2 separate regions of the Oryctolagus cuniculus genome follow, and region 1 is linked to region 2. The links are chromatin contacts, called in public Micro-C maps. All regions are on one chromosome and are shown on one strand. Each heading gives the region's core, a stretch centred on a gene start, on an enhancer-like site or on the middle of the called end of the contact. The rest is flanking DNA. Distances are from core to core; before and after follow the strand shown.

Region 1 (6,506 bases), core at 1,249-3,748, 140 kb before region 2:
AGTATGTTCTCAGGCCTCACTCATTTTTTTTTTAAAGATTCATTTATTTGTTTGAAAGGCAGAACTAGAAAAAGAGAGAGTGTGTGTGTGTGTGAGAGAGAGAGAATCATCCAACTGCTGGTTCACTCCCCAAATGGCCACAAAGGCCAGAGCTGGGCTGATCTGAAGCCAATTGCTTCATCCAGATCTCCCTCTGCTGCTTTCCCAGGCACATTAACAGGGAGCTGGATTGGAAGTGGAGCATCCAGGACTCAAACCAGTGCCCATGGGGCCGGCGCTGTGGTAAAGTGGGTTAAAGCCCTGGCCTGAAGCACCGGCATCCCATATGGGCACCAGTTCTAGTCCAAGCTGCTCCACTTCCGATCCAGCTCTCTGCTGTGGCTTGGGAAAGCAGTGGAGGATGGCCCAAGTGCTTGGGCCACCTGCAACCGCATGGGAGACCCAGAGGAAGTTCCTGGCTCCTGGCTTCGGATCGGCACAGCTCCAGCCATTACAGCCACCTGGGGAGTGAAGACCTCTCTCTTTCTCTCTACCTCTCTCTGTAACTCTGTCTTTCAAATAAATAAAACAAATCTTTAAAAAAAAAGTACCCATATGGGATGCTGACATTACAGGCTGCAGTTTTATCTGCTACACCACAGCACTGATCCTCCATCTTTTTTTTTTTTTTTTTTTTGACAGGCAGAGTGGACAGTGAGAGAGAGAGAGACAGAGAGAAAGGTCTTCCTTTTTGCCGTTGGTTCACCCTCCAATGGCCGCCGCAGCTGGCGCATGGCGCTGATCCGATGGCAGGAGCCAGGTACTTATCCTGGTCTCCCATGGGGTGCAGGGACCAAGTACTTGGGCCATCCTCCACTGCACTCCCAGGCCATAGCAGAGAGCTGGCCTGGAAGAGGGGCAACTGGGACAGAATCTGGGGCCCCGACTGGGACTAGAACCCGGTGTGCCAGCGCCGCAAGGCGGAGGATTAGCCTAGTGAGCCGCGGCGCCAGCCCCTCCATCTTTTTTTTAAAAAGATGTGTTTATTGATTTGAAAGGCACAGTTACTGAGAGGGAGAGATAGAGATCTCCCATCCAGTGGGTTGACCCGCCAAATGGCCACGAAGTCTGGGGCTGGGCCAGACTGAAGCCAGGAGCCTAGAATTCTATCTGGGTCTGCCCCATGGGAAGCAGGGGCCCAAGTTTCTGGGGGCATCTTCAGGTACCTTCCCAGATGCATTAGCAGGGAGTTGGATGGGAAGTAGAGCAGCCAGGACTCAAACTGTTGCTCATATGGGAAGCCGGTGTCACAGGCAATGGCTTATCCTGCTGCGCCACAATGCTGACCCCCTCACCCATCATGATACTGTTGGGTTCTGGATTTTTTAAGGGCAGAGAGATCCATGCTCCAGATGGTAATCTGCTGGCTCACCTCCCAAATGCTCAGGGGCTGTTGGCAAGAGCCCAGAATTTAATGGAGGTCTCCCACATAGGTAGTAGAAACCTAATCAGTTGAGCCATCACTAACTGCCTCCCAGGGTCTGGGAGTAGCAAGTAGGAAGCTGGAGTCAGGGTTATAGCCAGGTAGCAAACCCAGGTACTCCGATAGGGGAGTCCTACATGTAACTCTGCCTGCCATTATCTCAACTTCTAGTAAGTTCCAAGTCCTATCTGACTAGTCTCTTCACAGCTTGTTTTCTGCTCTATTCCTGCTGAAAGAGTGGACCCTAAAAGCCAGACAGAAGGCAGCTGTTACATTGTTTCCATGTGAGGAGCATGCTGCAAATAGATTTTTGAAATGATCATGTCTCTGTATGTCTGAAATTAGAGCCCTTGCAGGTATTTTGAAAATCTCTCAGACAGACTAATTGCCAATGAGGGTTGGAAATCAAGGCCTTCACATTGGACACAGTAGCTCAATGGTACCAAAAAAGATACAACTTGCAGTGTAATTTGTGTTGGTGCTTATCTCCTAGACCAGTGAGTTCCCTAGGGCAAGGGATATTTAGTTTTCCTTTGTCTCTGCATTGCCTTGGGCAAATAAACACTGTCTCAGCATTCCCAGCTGAGGCCAACAACTTTTCCAAGAATTACAGTAGCTACAAAGTGGAATTCTACAGAAATGGTAGCAGTTATGTTTGTATCTCATGTATGTTCTTTCTCATTCATTAAAAGCTATGCTAAATTCTCCTTCTTGGGGAATTTTAGCTCACTTCAGCTGAATTCAATCCATCTATTCTACTTCCTTTCCCATGATGCATCACTCTGTCCCCACCAAACTCCTTTTCCTGGGATAGGCAGTAAATACCCTGAAGCAATTCGGTGGGATGCATGCAGTTGGAGTGCAAATGCTAAACACAGATCATCAAGCCCCGCCTCTCGTGACCCTGTGAACGCAAGGCCTGACAGGAGTGGTAGTCCTGTTCCTCGACTGCATCCCGACGCCATAGGGAAGATTACTACAACTCCCAGGATGCCTCGCCGCTCCGCCCCGCCGCCCCTCCTCTCGCTAGAAAGCGTGTACCATAGAGAAGACGAGGCAACATGGCTCCCGAAGGTGGAAGGAAGAGGCTTCACCCCCTTTGCAGCGGTTAACAGCAGCCGGAGAGCAGGAAAAAAAAAGAGACGTGACTAGAGCCCATCATCGCTTTTTTCCTCGCAGCCTCTTCTGAGTCCGGTCTGCCTTACCTTTCCTCTGCACCCAAATCCAATCTGTGGTCTCCTCCCCTCCCCGCCCTCATTCCCTCGCTCCCTCACCCCTCCCCTCGGGAATCCTTTTCCCGCCCCCCTCGCCCCCCGCGGAGTGCGCACGCGCCCGCCCCCAGCTTCGCGCCCAGATCGCCGCCTAGCCTGCTCGCGCAGCCGCCGTCTCGTCTGCCCACCGACGAAGCATGGGCGTCCAGGGCTTCCAAGAGTTCCTGGAGAAGCGCTGTCCTGGGGCCGTGGTGCCCGTGGACCTCCTTAAGCTCGCACGCACGGTTTCTCGCCAGCAGCAGCAGCACCTGCACCGCCAGCTGCCACCGACGGCAGCCCTAGCGCCTGGAGCTCCACGCGTCGCCAGGGGCTCCACGCCTCTGCAACCGCCGCTCCCGCCCGCTGCCTTGGGTGCCTATTCCGGGGGCGCAGGGCCGACCCGGCACCATCACCCCGCTCACCACTTCCACCACCACGGCCAGGCGCCGCCCGGGCTGCACCCACCGCTGCCACCGCCGCCCCCACCGCTGCCTGGTGCCAGGGTGCTGGTAGACGCGGGCTCGGCGCTGCCGCGGCTTTATGGCGGCTACCAAACGGATTGGGTGTGTGGCGGCCAATGGAACGCCATGCTGGGCTACTTGTCAGCGCTGTGCCAGGCTTGTGCCTATCCCGGCGGCGACGGCCTGGAGCTGGTGGTCATGTTCCCCGGGGGCCTGGGCAAGGACCGGCTGGCTGAGTGGGGCCGTCGGTGCCAGGCCGAGCGGCAGACAGCGCAACTGATCGTGGGACACGTGGGCAACAAGGGCACCCCTCCACCGCGGGCCTGGTTCCTGCCACCGGCCTGCCTGAGCCACTGCGTGAGGCTAGCACTCATCCGCTTCCGGGTCAAGGTGAGGGAGGGGCCGGATCTTAAATAACACGCCCCACACCTGTTCCCTCTGAACTAAACACCTAACCACCTATCCACTTACCTGCCTCCCATCTATCCACTTACCCGCCCAATCAGCTAACCTATTTCCCTAACTACCCTCTCCCATCTTACGTCTCCTACCCCCCTTTCATACCACCCCCTATCACCTCTCTACCCATGTCATCCTGGTAGCTCCCTTTCCCGTCACTTATCCTATTGCCCAGTATTTAGGTTTTAGCAGAATTCAGTTGTTTTGTTGTCTCGCCTTTCTTCTGCCGTCATCTTCCTCAAACCGATGTGACTTTTCCCTGCCTTTTGCAGTTGGCATCTCTTTCTTACACTTTTCTCTAATCTCACAGCAGATCAACTAAACGGATGTTCATTGAACACCTTTCCTTTACTTTGTTTTTCCATTTTGACTGTCCTTTTTTGTCCATCTGCTCATTCAACCTTTTTCATGCTTCTACTTCCTCCTTACCTTAGCCTAATGAAACAAAGAAAAAAATACACCCCACTGATTGGAGTCACTGTTCAACAAGTATTAACCCACTGAGTGTAATGTAATGGGTTTGAAAGACATGTGAGAACAGCTCCTGCCCTTGGGGGATGAAATATGTACACACAGAACATTTATTTAATCATATAAATGTATGTGACTGTTTCTCTGCTACAGACAGTAAGTACAGTACCTGTGGTTGGGGTGGGGGTGGGGACTGATATCTGTGCACTGAAATGGTTCCGGGGAGGCTTCCCTGGAGAAGTTGGAACTCTCCTAGGTCTTCACGGATGGGTTGGATTTGAATGGGCCGCAGCTTTGGGAGGAGGTTGCTTTAAGTGGGAAGGAGCGTGAGCAAAAGCAGAAAGGGAATATCAAGTGTATGAGGCCCCGTGGGCTGTTAAATCCAGTCCGCATGTAGTTGGGGCACTGCATATGGGGCCTGGGGAACAGCTTTGGCAGCATCCCTGGTTCTTGGCACCACTGCTTTTGCTCTGTTGCTTTCCCATACTCTAAGGTTTCAAGTTCCTACGTGTAAGGAATAGCAAGGCTTGAGAAGTAAAGAGGTGGGCAGGAAGAAGACAAAAGTAGCACAGGGTTGGGTAGGACAAAACCACAAACCCATTCCCCAGCTGAGGTTCTTGGGGACATCGCCGCAGTGAGGGGGATGACGGGCATCACGATCTTAAGAAGTAGCGCAGGGTGGAGTCATGAGGAGGAAAGAAATGTCAGCTGAGAGATTGAAAGACCCACAGAGAGGAGCTTGTAGTGTTTATAGCTTGTGGCTGGAGTCCAGCCGTGCTGGAGGCCACGTGCCCAGCATCAAATCTGTGCGTAGGCTGGGTAGATGATAGTCATTTTTGGTAATGAAGGATCCAGTCATAAGCTATCTCAAGCCTGCAAAGTAGAAAAAAAAAAAAAAAAAAAAAAAAAAAAACAGAAAATGTACCTATTTGCTTGTCCTCCTGACCGAACATGTTGAAGTAGATTTCTTCATTCACAGCCATTCTTTCCACTTCCCTTTCGCTGCTACCACCTAGACTTTAGAAACTTTTTACCTCACTGTCATAAATTAACCTGGTTGCTGGTAATAGCAACTACATTGATAGAATGCTTACTGTGCGCCAGGTGATAAGGTGCTTTAAAAAAAATTGTTAGCTCACTGAATCTTCAACAGTTACCTGTGATAACAGTCCTGTTTTCCAAATGGGGGAACTGAGGCACAGGTGGTTTAGAGACTTGCCCAAAGTCACCTAGCAGTATGTCACAGAGCTGGGGTTCTGGGATGCATGCCCACGCAGTCTGTCTCCAAAGCTCATGTGCTTAAGAATGGAGCTCTAAGTTGAATTTTTGCAAAGTGCCAACTGTGAACTGTGATTTTTATCATTTCCATTTACAACTAAGCTCTGTCCTGGCTCCAGGCTAAAGACAGGTTCAGGTCATTCTTTTTTCTTTTTCCCTTTTTGATGCTTGCTGTAGCCTAAGCATTGTGTGCTGGTTCCTCTGGATTCCGAGGTAAATGAAGTGATTGTTGCCATCAAGGAGGTCAGGGTTTCCTGAGAGACAGACTGAAAGCAGAATTGCAGATACAGTACCCCATTTAGAAATGACGTAAAATGTAGCCCCTTTGTGCAGGTGGTTAATTCTGGATGAGGAAGTGAAAGTTGTCAGAGGCTTCACAGCTTGCGTGGAGCCGAGAAGAGGGCTAAGGATAGTCCAGATAGTGGGCAAGGTATGGAGACCTCAGATGGCCAATTGTGAGCTCTCAATAGGTTTTTATCGCAGGTTGGCAGGAGAGGTGAAGGTTGACTATGGGTTCGTGGCTTCCAAGCTTTTTTGTTTATAAACATATCGCATCAGTCAAAATTTTTGAGAAGCAACCAACCCTAAGTGTATTTTGTCATACTTACCATAATAGCTCATTTTAAAAAAACTCCAGAAGTTTATAAAAAATCAGATGGATAAGTGATAAATCAAGAATTGATGGTAGAATCTTAGTGGTATTTGGATGTTTGCTGTAGAATTATTTCAGCTGTGGCTTGAAGTTTTTCGTAATCAAATATTGGGGAGAATATTTCCAGCAGTCTTCCTAAGTCGGCAGAAGCACCATAGGGGGACTGTTCTAAACCAACTCTTTGACGATTTCACATTCTCCATATCTTCTCTACTTTGGGTGCAGGATACCTGATTGTTCCCTAAATGAGTAGGACAAAGATCGTAAGAGAATAGATTGTAGAAGGGACCCTTGACATGTGGAATGTGTTTCCAAAATAGCATGTGTAAAGTATCTGTGTTGTCAGTGAGTGACATTCTGCTTCTGGAGTGATGAAGACTTGGGATAACTGATAGTAGAATTTTGCCTTTTCAGAAGAGTGTCGTACTGTATTGAAGTTGGTAATTTTGCCTGGCTGATCTGTACCTCCCATT
Region 2 (7,304 bases), core at 2,310-4,809:
GAGTCTCAGGGCTGGTGCTGTGGTGCTAGCTGCAATCCTATGGATGCCAGTTCAAGTCCTGGCTGTTCCACTTCTAATCCAGCTCCCTGCTAATGCACCTGGGAAAGCTGTGCAAGATGGCCCAAGTCCCTGGGCCCCCTGGTGTCCACATGGAAGACCCTGATGAAGCTCCTGGCTCCTTGCTTTCGCCTGGCCCAGCCCTAGCTAGCCCTAGCATTTGCAGCCATTTGGGGAGTGAACCAGTGGATGGAAGGTTCTCTCTCTCTCTCTCTCTTTCTCCATCTGTCTCTGTAATTCTGACTTTCAAATAAATAAATGAATCATAAAAAAGAGTCTCATTCATATCTGGAAACCCATATAGGATGGAGGCACTGCAGGTGGCAGCTTTACCTGCTACACCACAGCGCTGGCCCCTATAATGTTTCAAAATGTGTTTAAACTTCAATCGATTCAAACTGCCCTTTCCACTGAGAACCTGACCATACTTTCCCTTGCATTACATAGCATTATGACTTAAGTGAACATTGCTTTGGGGAATAGAGTTTGAGTTTTGTCAGACATTTATATGTGGTTTATATCACTTCTAGTCACACATATTACCCAGGTGTAGAAGTTGCTTCTAGAAATACTCTTCTTGCTCACCTTTGAATCTAATTTTGTATCCATAAGTCTATATTTCTTTTTTTAAAAAAAGAACTTCAAAAACATGCCACTTATTATCATTTTATTTGAAAGGCAGAGAGAAATATACAGAGACAGAGAAAGATCTGTCACTCATCAAATGTCCCCAACAGCAGGGGCTGGCTGAAGTCAGGAGCCCAGAACTCAATCCAGGTGTCTCATGTGGGTGGCAGGAGCTCAACTACTTGAGCCATCACCTGCTGCCTCCCAGGGTTTGCATCAGCAGGAAGCTAGAATCCAAAACAGAACCAGGACTCTAAAACAAGCACTATGAGGCCGGCGCCGTGGCTCAATAGGCTAATCCTCCACCTTGCGGCGCCGGCACACCGGGTTCTAGTCCCGGTCGGGGCGCCGGATTCTGTCCCGGTTGCCCCTCTTCCAGGCCAGCTCTCTGCTATGGCCAGGGAGTGCAGTGGAGGATGGCCCAGGTGCTTGGGCCCTGCACCCCATGGGAGACCAGGAAAAAGCACCTGGCTCCTGGCTCCTGCCATCGGATCAGCGCGGTGCGCCGGCTGCAGCGGCGGCCATTGGAGGGTGAACCAACGGCAAAAAGGAAGACCTTTCTCTCTCTGTCTCTCTCTCACTGTCCACTCTGCCTGTCAAAAATAAAAAAAAAAAAAAATAAAATAAAACAAGCACTATGATATGGGATTCCAGAGTCCCAAGTAGGGTGCTTTTTTTTTTTTTTAAAGATTATTGGTGCCGCTGCTGTGGCACAGTAGGATAATCTGCCTGTGGCGCTGGCATCCCATCCGGGTGCCAGTGCGAGTCCCAGCTGCTCCTCTTCCAATCCAACTGTCTGCTGTGGCCTGGAAAAGGAGTAGAAGATGGCCCAAGTCCTTGGGCCCCTGCACCCGCATGGCAGACCAAGAAGAAGCACTTGGCTCCTGGCTTCAGATCGGCACACCTCTGGCCGTTGCGGCCATTTGGGGAGTGAACCAACGGAAGGAGGACCTTTCTCTCTTTCTCTCCCTCTCACTGTCTGTAACTCCACCTCTCAAATAAATAATATTTTTTTTACTATTTTATTTATTTATTTGAGAGGTAGAGTTACAGAGAGAAGGAGAGACAGATCTAACTGCTGGTTCAGTCCCCAAATGGAGCAAAGGCCAGAGCTGGGCTAAGACAAAATTAGGAGCTTCTTCCAGGTCTCCCACATGGATGCAGGGGCCCAAGCACTTGGGCCATCTTTCACTGCTTTCCCAGGCCTTAAGCAGATAGGTGAATTGGAAGAGGAATAGCTGGGACACTGGCCGCCCACATGGGATTTTGGCTCCGTAGGCAGAGGCTTAACTTAGTACGCCGCAGGGTGGGCTCCCCAAGTAGGGTCTTGACTGCTGGGTCAAATGGGCCCACCTACTCCCTACACCTATTCTTTTCTTTAAGACATCCTCCCTCCCCCAAACTGTAAGCTTCAGATCCCACTAAAATTGGAATTTCCTCTGGCTAAGACACAAGTGTGACTTAGTTACTCCTGCTGAAAACCCTTCACTGGTTTCTTACTGCTTTCAGGATAAAATCTAAACTCTTGCATTTTTTGCAATCTTTCTTGCCCTCTTTACTTAGTTTGACTTCCTACCTATATTTTGTCCTTCCTCTTTGTTTCAACAATAGTCAATATCTTTAGGGAAATGTATGTGCCTCCATGCATTTGTACATGTTGATCCTTTTATGTACTTATTCTTGTTTATTTCTGTAGCCTCCGAATCTTCCTGACGTCTTCCTAGCCGCAGCAAACAGTTTCTGAGGCTCTTTCTTTTATCTTATTTGTTTATTTATTTGAAATGCCGAGTGACAGAGAGAGAGAAAAGAGCCATCTTTCATCTGTTGACTCACTTCCCCCAAATTCCTGCACGTAGTTTGCGGAAACCTAAGCACTTGGGTTATCACCTGTTGACTTCTAGGTGTACTAGGAGGGAGCTGGATTGGGAGTAGTCAGGACTTGAACTCAGGCACTCTCCTAGGGAATGTGGGTATAGGGGAGGCTGGTGTCCAAGGTGGCAGCTTAACCTGCTGAACCAGGAACCACCCCCTACACACACTGCCCCAGCTGTTTCGTAGCTTCACTTTGCTCTTTGCATGAGGTATTTGTGTGCTTACTGGGTCTTCCATTCCAATTGCATACTTGCAAACTTGTCTCCTGCCCTGGCTTGTTATTTCCCACTGCAGAGGGAAATCTTTTCATCATTGTACAAGTACTCCAGGACCTAACACACTGTCGTCACTATGAGTATCGTCAGAACATAACTCAAAGGGCACTGATTAGGAAATTGCTGTACGCCACTGTGCATATGCACACGCACACAATTTTCTGTTTTTTTAAAAGATTTACTTATCTGGGAGGTCGAGTTACAGAGAGAGGGAAAGACAGAAAGGTCTTCCATCCGCTGGTTCACTCCCCAAATGGTCTCAACAGCCAGAGCTGGGCCAGGCCGAAGCCAGAAGTTGCTTCTGGGTCTTCCACGTGGGTGCAGGGGCCCAAGCCCCTGGGCCATCTTCCACTGTTGTCCCAGGCCATAGCAGAGAGCAGGATCAGAAGTGGAACAGCCAGGGTGCTAACTGGTGCCCATACAGGTGCCCACACTACAGGCCGAGTCCTGCTACGCCAAGATGCTAACCCCACATTTTTTTTAAGTATTGGGGCCCTTTAAGAAGGAGGTCTATTAAGCGAACTAGATTAATTTCTAGAGTGCTTTTGAAAACCACGACCAGGTGTTTTGAGCTGGATTCACTCAACCTCTCTTGTAATCCCACCCCCTCAGGCTGCAGTCAGAAAATCTTGGAACAGGTGAAGCAAAATCCATGAACCCAATTTGAACTGAGTAACAGGGTCAATGCAAAAGAGTTCAGAGGGAGGAGCCAAGCAACACAGAGGGAGGGGATGAAGTTGAAACGCCGAGGTGGCAGAAGGCGAAAGGTTTAACTTCCCGCTTCTGAAGCAGGCTTCTCTTAAGCTGTATTTCGGGGTAACGACAGAGCTTCCCTCACAGGGTAAAGAACAAGCGACATGGAGACCGTGGGAAAGAGCTTATGGGGCCGCTGAAGGTGCGCAACGAACGGGAGCCTCTGGGACTACTCTGCCTGTACCCCGGCTGCAGCCCGCCCCCGTCGCCTATTAATTTTGTAGTTTGGAGTCGTGGAGTTCACCTCTTCTCATAGGAGGAGAAGGCTGAGGAGGAGGAGTGCGTGTGTGTGAGTGTGTGCGAGAGCGAGAGCGAGCGCGAGCGTGTGTGTGTGACAGAACTGCTTAACTCCCTGCGTGCCCAGAGGAGGAGGAAGGCTAGGAAATTTCTGGCCCCACTCAAAATGGAACCAAACGCCTGCCTCGCCTAAGATGGCGGCTTCTCCGCCTCTTGGCTCAAGGTCTTCGGCGGCTATTGGGCACCTTTAAGAGACGAGCGGGTCTAAAGGTAGCTGAACACCGCCCTCCTTTCTCAAGGTGCTGCTCCGCCCCCGATTACGTCACGCGGGAGTCGCCGGCGCGCTGCTCCCCGCCTCCACCGCGGTTACCTCGCATGCCCGGCCTTCATAAGATGGCGGCCGGCTCGCCTCTCGGCGGCCGTGCCGCCACTCTCAATATGGTAGCTGTTTACCTCATATTTCTCCTCCCCAACTTCCTCGTTGTTTTGAATAAACTTTATTGACTCCCCTGAATTGTCTACCACCACCACCGGGCTTCTGCCGGTGACTTTTTGGATCGTCTTTCTCAGACCTAGGGGCCGGTTCATTTCATTCCTCGCTGATTTGCTCGCTGCAATCTGCTGCCGGCTCAGCGACAACGCCACTAGCCCGTTGGCCGGGGTGGGGTGGGGTGGGGGTTGGGGGGGGAAGCGGCCGCTGGACTAGGCCTGAACCGTGGTTTCCAGTAGGCCCAAACGGGCCGGGCCGGGGGGTGGGGTGGGGGTGTGCTGTGGAGAAAGCTCTCCTGAATCCCTGCGGGCGGCAGCACCTCGCGACCCGGGGGGTGGCTTGAGGGGAAAAGCGAGCAAGGTTTGCTGCGTTACGGCGTCTCTCCCAGAATTCGGCGCGCGCCGCCGCTGGGGCCGGAACTGCCCGGCGAGCCTCCGCTGAGCGAGGCGCCGCGCCGCCGCGGAGCGAGCCCGGCCGCCGGCGTGTCGCTGGGACTGAGCTCCGCGGGCGTGAGGAGCCCTTGTACGGTTCAGGATTGAAGACGTTCTTGTCAGGTTTGGGGACGTGAGGAGGTTCCTGTCAGTTGGGGAGGCGTGAGGCGATCCTCGTAAGTTTCGGGGGCTGTGAGGAGATTCCTGTCAGTTTCAGATTCTAGGATGATGTAGATCCCTGTCAATTTGTGGCGGCGGGGGGGGGGGGGGGCGGAGGGACGCGGAAACGCTGATGAGTTTCAGGGGGCTGTGAGGAGATGCCTGCCAGTTTTGGAGCGACAAGAAACAATCCATGCTTAGTTTCGGGAGACTGAGGAGATTCTACCCAGCTTCGGGGTTTGGGGAAAGAGATGGTTTTTAGTTTGAGGGGTGCAACGAGAACCGTGCCATTTTTCAAGTAGGGGACGAGCTGATCAGTTTTGAAATTGGGATCCCTTTCCTTTTGGGGGGTGGGGAGGGTGACGAGACTCCTGACGGGTCGGGAGCGGACGGATAGACTGAGAGTGACGGAAGGGATCATTTAAACTCAGCAAACGCGACCCCAGAACTGTGATTGGAGTTGAGCGCCCAGTAGGCTCTGCCTTGTTCCCGAAGGCTTTGAGATAATTTCCGAGTAACCCGAGCAGACTTTTCAAGGCTGCCTCTATTTTGGGGGGTGTGTGAAAGAAGGGGCTTTCCGCGAGGCACACCCCCACCCCACCCCGAGCCTCATTCTTTAGGCTGGGGTTTTGTCTCCCCATAAAAGCGAGCCCCCCGAGGGGGGAAGGGGGAGGAAGGGTTTTCCGTGAGGGATTAAAAGCCTTCCTGAAAAGGCGTCAGGTATTATCCTGAAACCCGGAAAGAAGTTATCACGGACTTGGGGCCCGGGGAGGTGGGGTGTGGGGGGGGTGGGGGGCGGGGAGCCTGGACGGCCAAGCGCCCGACGCTCTTTCCGTGTGAAAGAAATTCTATAGGCCGGGCGGACTTGCTCCGGGGCCCCCTACAGCCGCGCCAGCTGGGTTGCATCCCGCCGCCGGACGCGCCCGCCGCTCGGGAACCCTGGCTGGAGGCGGGGGCGGGGGCGAGGGCGAGGGCGGGGACGGGGGCGGCGGGGGAGGGGGACACCTGATTCACTCTGTAAAAAGTGTTGTTTGTGCCTAGCCTTCGTCCAGAGAGGACGCGTGCCGCCGCCGCTGCCGCTGCCGCCTCCGGCCCCTCCTGCCATCACGAACCTGGCCCTCCACGGAACGCTCCCAGGCAGGGGGAAGATGGCCTCGGTGCCCGTGTATTGCCTCTGCCGGCTGCCTTACGATGTGACCCGCTTCATGATTGAGTGTGACATGTGCCAGGACTGGTTTCACGGCAGGTAAGGAGGGCAGGCCAGGCTGGACAAGGTGTAGTGGCTCACTTGCTCGCTCTCCTTTCTTCAGCTCTGTTTTAGGTTCCCGCTCAGGCTCAGAAACACCCCTCTAACCAACCACCACTACCAATAATTAATTACCATCCCAGTACCCTGCTTGCTAGCTCACTCACTCACTCACCCACTCACTCCCTCCCTCCCATCTTCCTCCCTTCCTCCCTCCTTGCAAACCAGGGCCTAGCCAGGTCCTTAATCTCTGGTTTCCCCTTTTTCTCTGTTTTCCCCAATGTATTTCTTTGCACCCTTCTTTTGAAATTTTTTTTAAAAAAACATATTTGAGTCTCTTTCTCTCCAGCCACAAAGAAAATGTCATTTTTGTATTCTGGTACTTGTATTTTGCCTTAGACACTGGCTTCAGGGGAGACAGTACTGCATTTTTGAGATATTTGAGTCCAACAAACATGGATTGGAGCCATGGCTTTGCACTTACTATCAGAGTGACCTTGGGCAAGTTGCTTTGCTTCTCTGAGCCTCATTGTCTCTTCCTATACCATGCATCAAATATATCCTCTGGACTATATAAAGCACTTTGCCCGAACTCAATAAATTTGGAAGCAGAAATGCCATAGTATTTACAGTACTTATCTGCAGAACCATCCAACTAAATTTAATTAAGCAAAAGAGACGTTGGGTAAAACAGCAGGAGTAAAATTGCTAATGAATTCCCTCAAGTTAACCATGTGTGCCCATAAGCACCTGTCACTGAGGATTCCAGAGCGGTTAGTGTGTGGAATAAAAGTGTAATATTATCCCATTATTGGGATTAAAATCCCAGCTATGGAAAGATAACCATGAGGGGAATTTTTACACTCTGTGGTGCCACCCTCCTGATGCATGTTAGTTGTCACTAGCTGTCATTAGCCCCTTGCAGAGGAGCTGTTCTGTTGTCATGTGCAAGACTAAACTAAAATTTGACCCTCAGCAGGGACTGACTGCCCACACTCAGTGCATCCCAATTCATATTTAACTGATCTTTATTGACTATTTACTGTGTGCCAGGTGCAGAGTTCTGTTTATTGCCCCTTGTTGTTTAAGAGGGAACAAACCTGGCAGGTGGGGTCTTTTCCCTTGCCCTGGAAGTAAGTTGGGGATGTCTTTCAGGA

What was found. Hi-C and Micro-C count contacts between places; a contact is called where the count stands out from the background.
Region 1: a contact with region 2 is called in a Micro-C map of ear pinna, with 3 times the contacts expected there. The contact joins the promoter of FAM120C here to the promoter of PHF8 in region 2. A contact is called at or near these places in 2 of 6 Hi-C or Micro-C datasets (ear pinna and an unstated tissue).

What each region holds. Positions count from the first base shown.
Region 1 is chrX:38,221,087-38,227,592 of mOryCun1.1, reverse strand. FAM120C (family with sequence similarity 120 member C) reads left to right here and starts at 2,498. Exons shown (of 16, transcript XM_002720026.5): 1 at 2,498-3,563. The coding sequence starts at 2,871.
Region 2 is chrX:38,080,191-38,087,494 of mOryCun1.1, reverse strand. PHF8 (PHD finger protein 8) reads left to right here and starts at 3,559. Exons shown (of 21, transcript XM_070067349.1): 1 at 3,559-3,726; 2 at 5,943-6,147. The coding sequence starts at 6,050.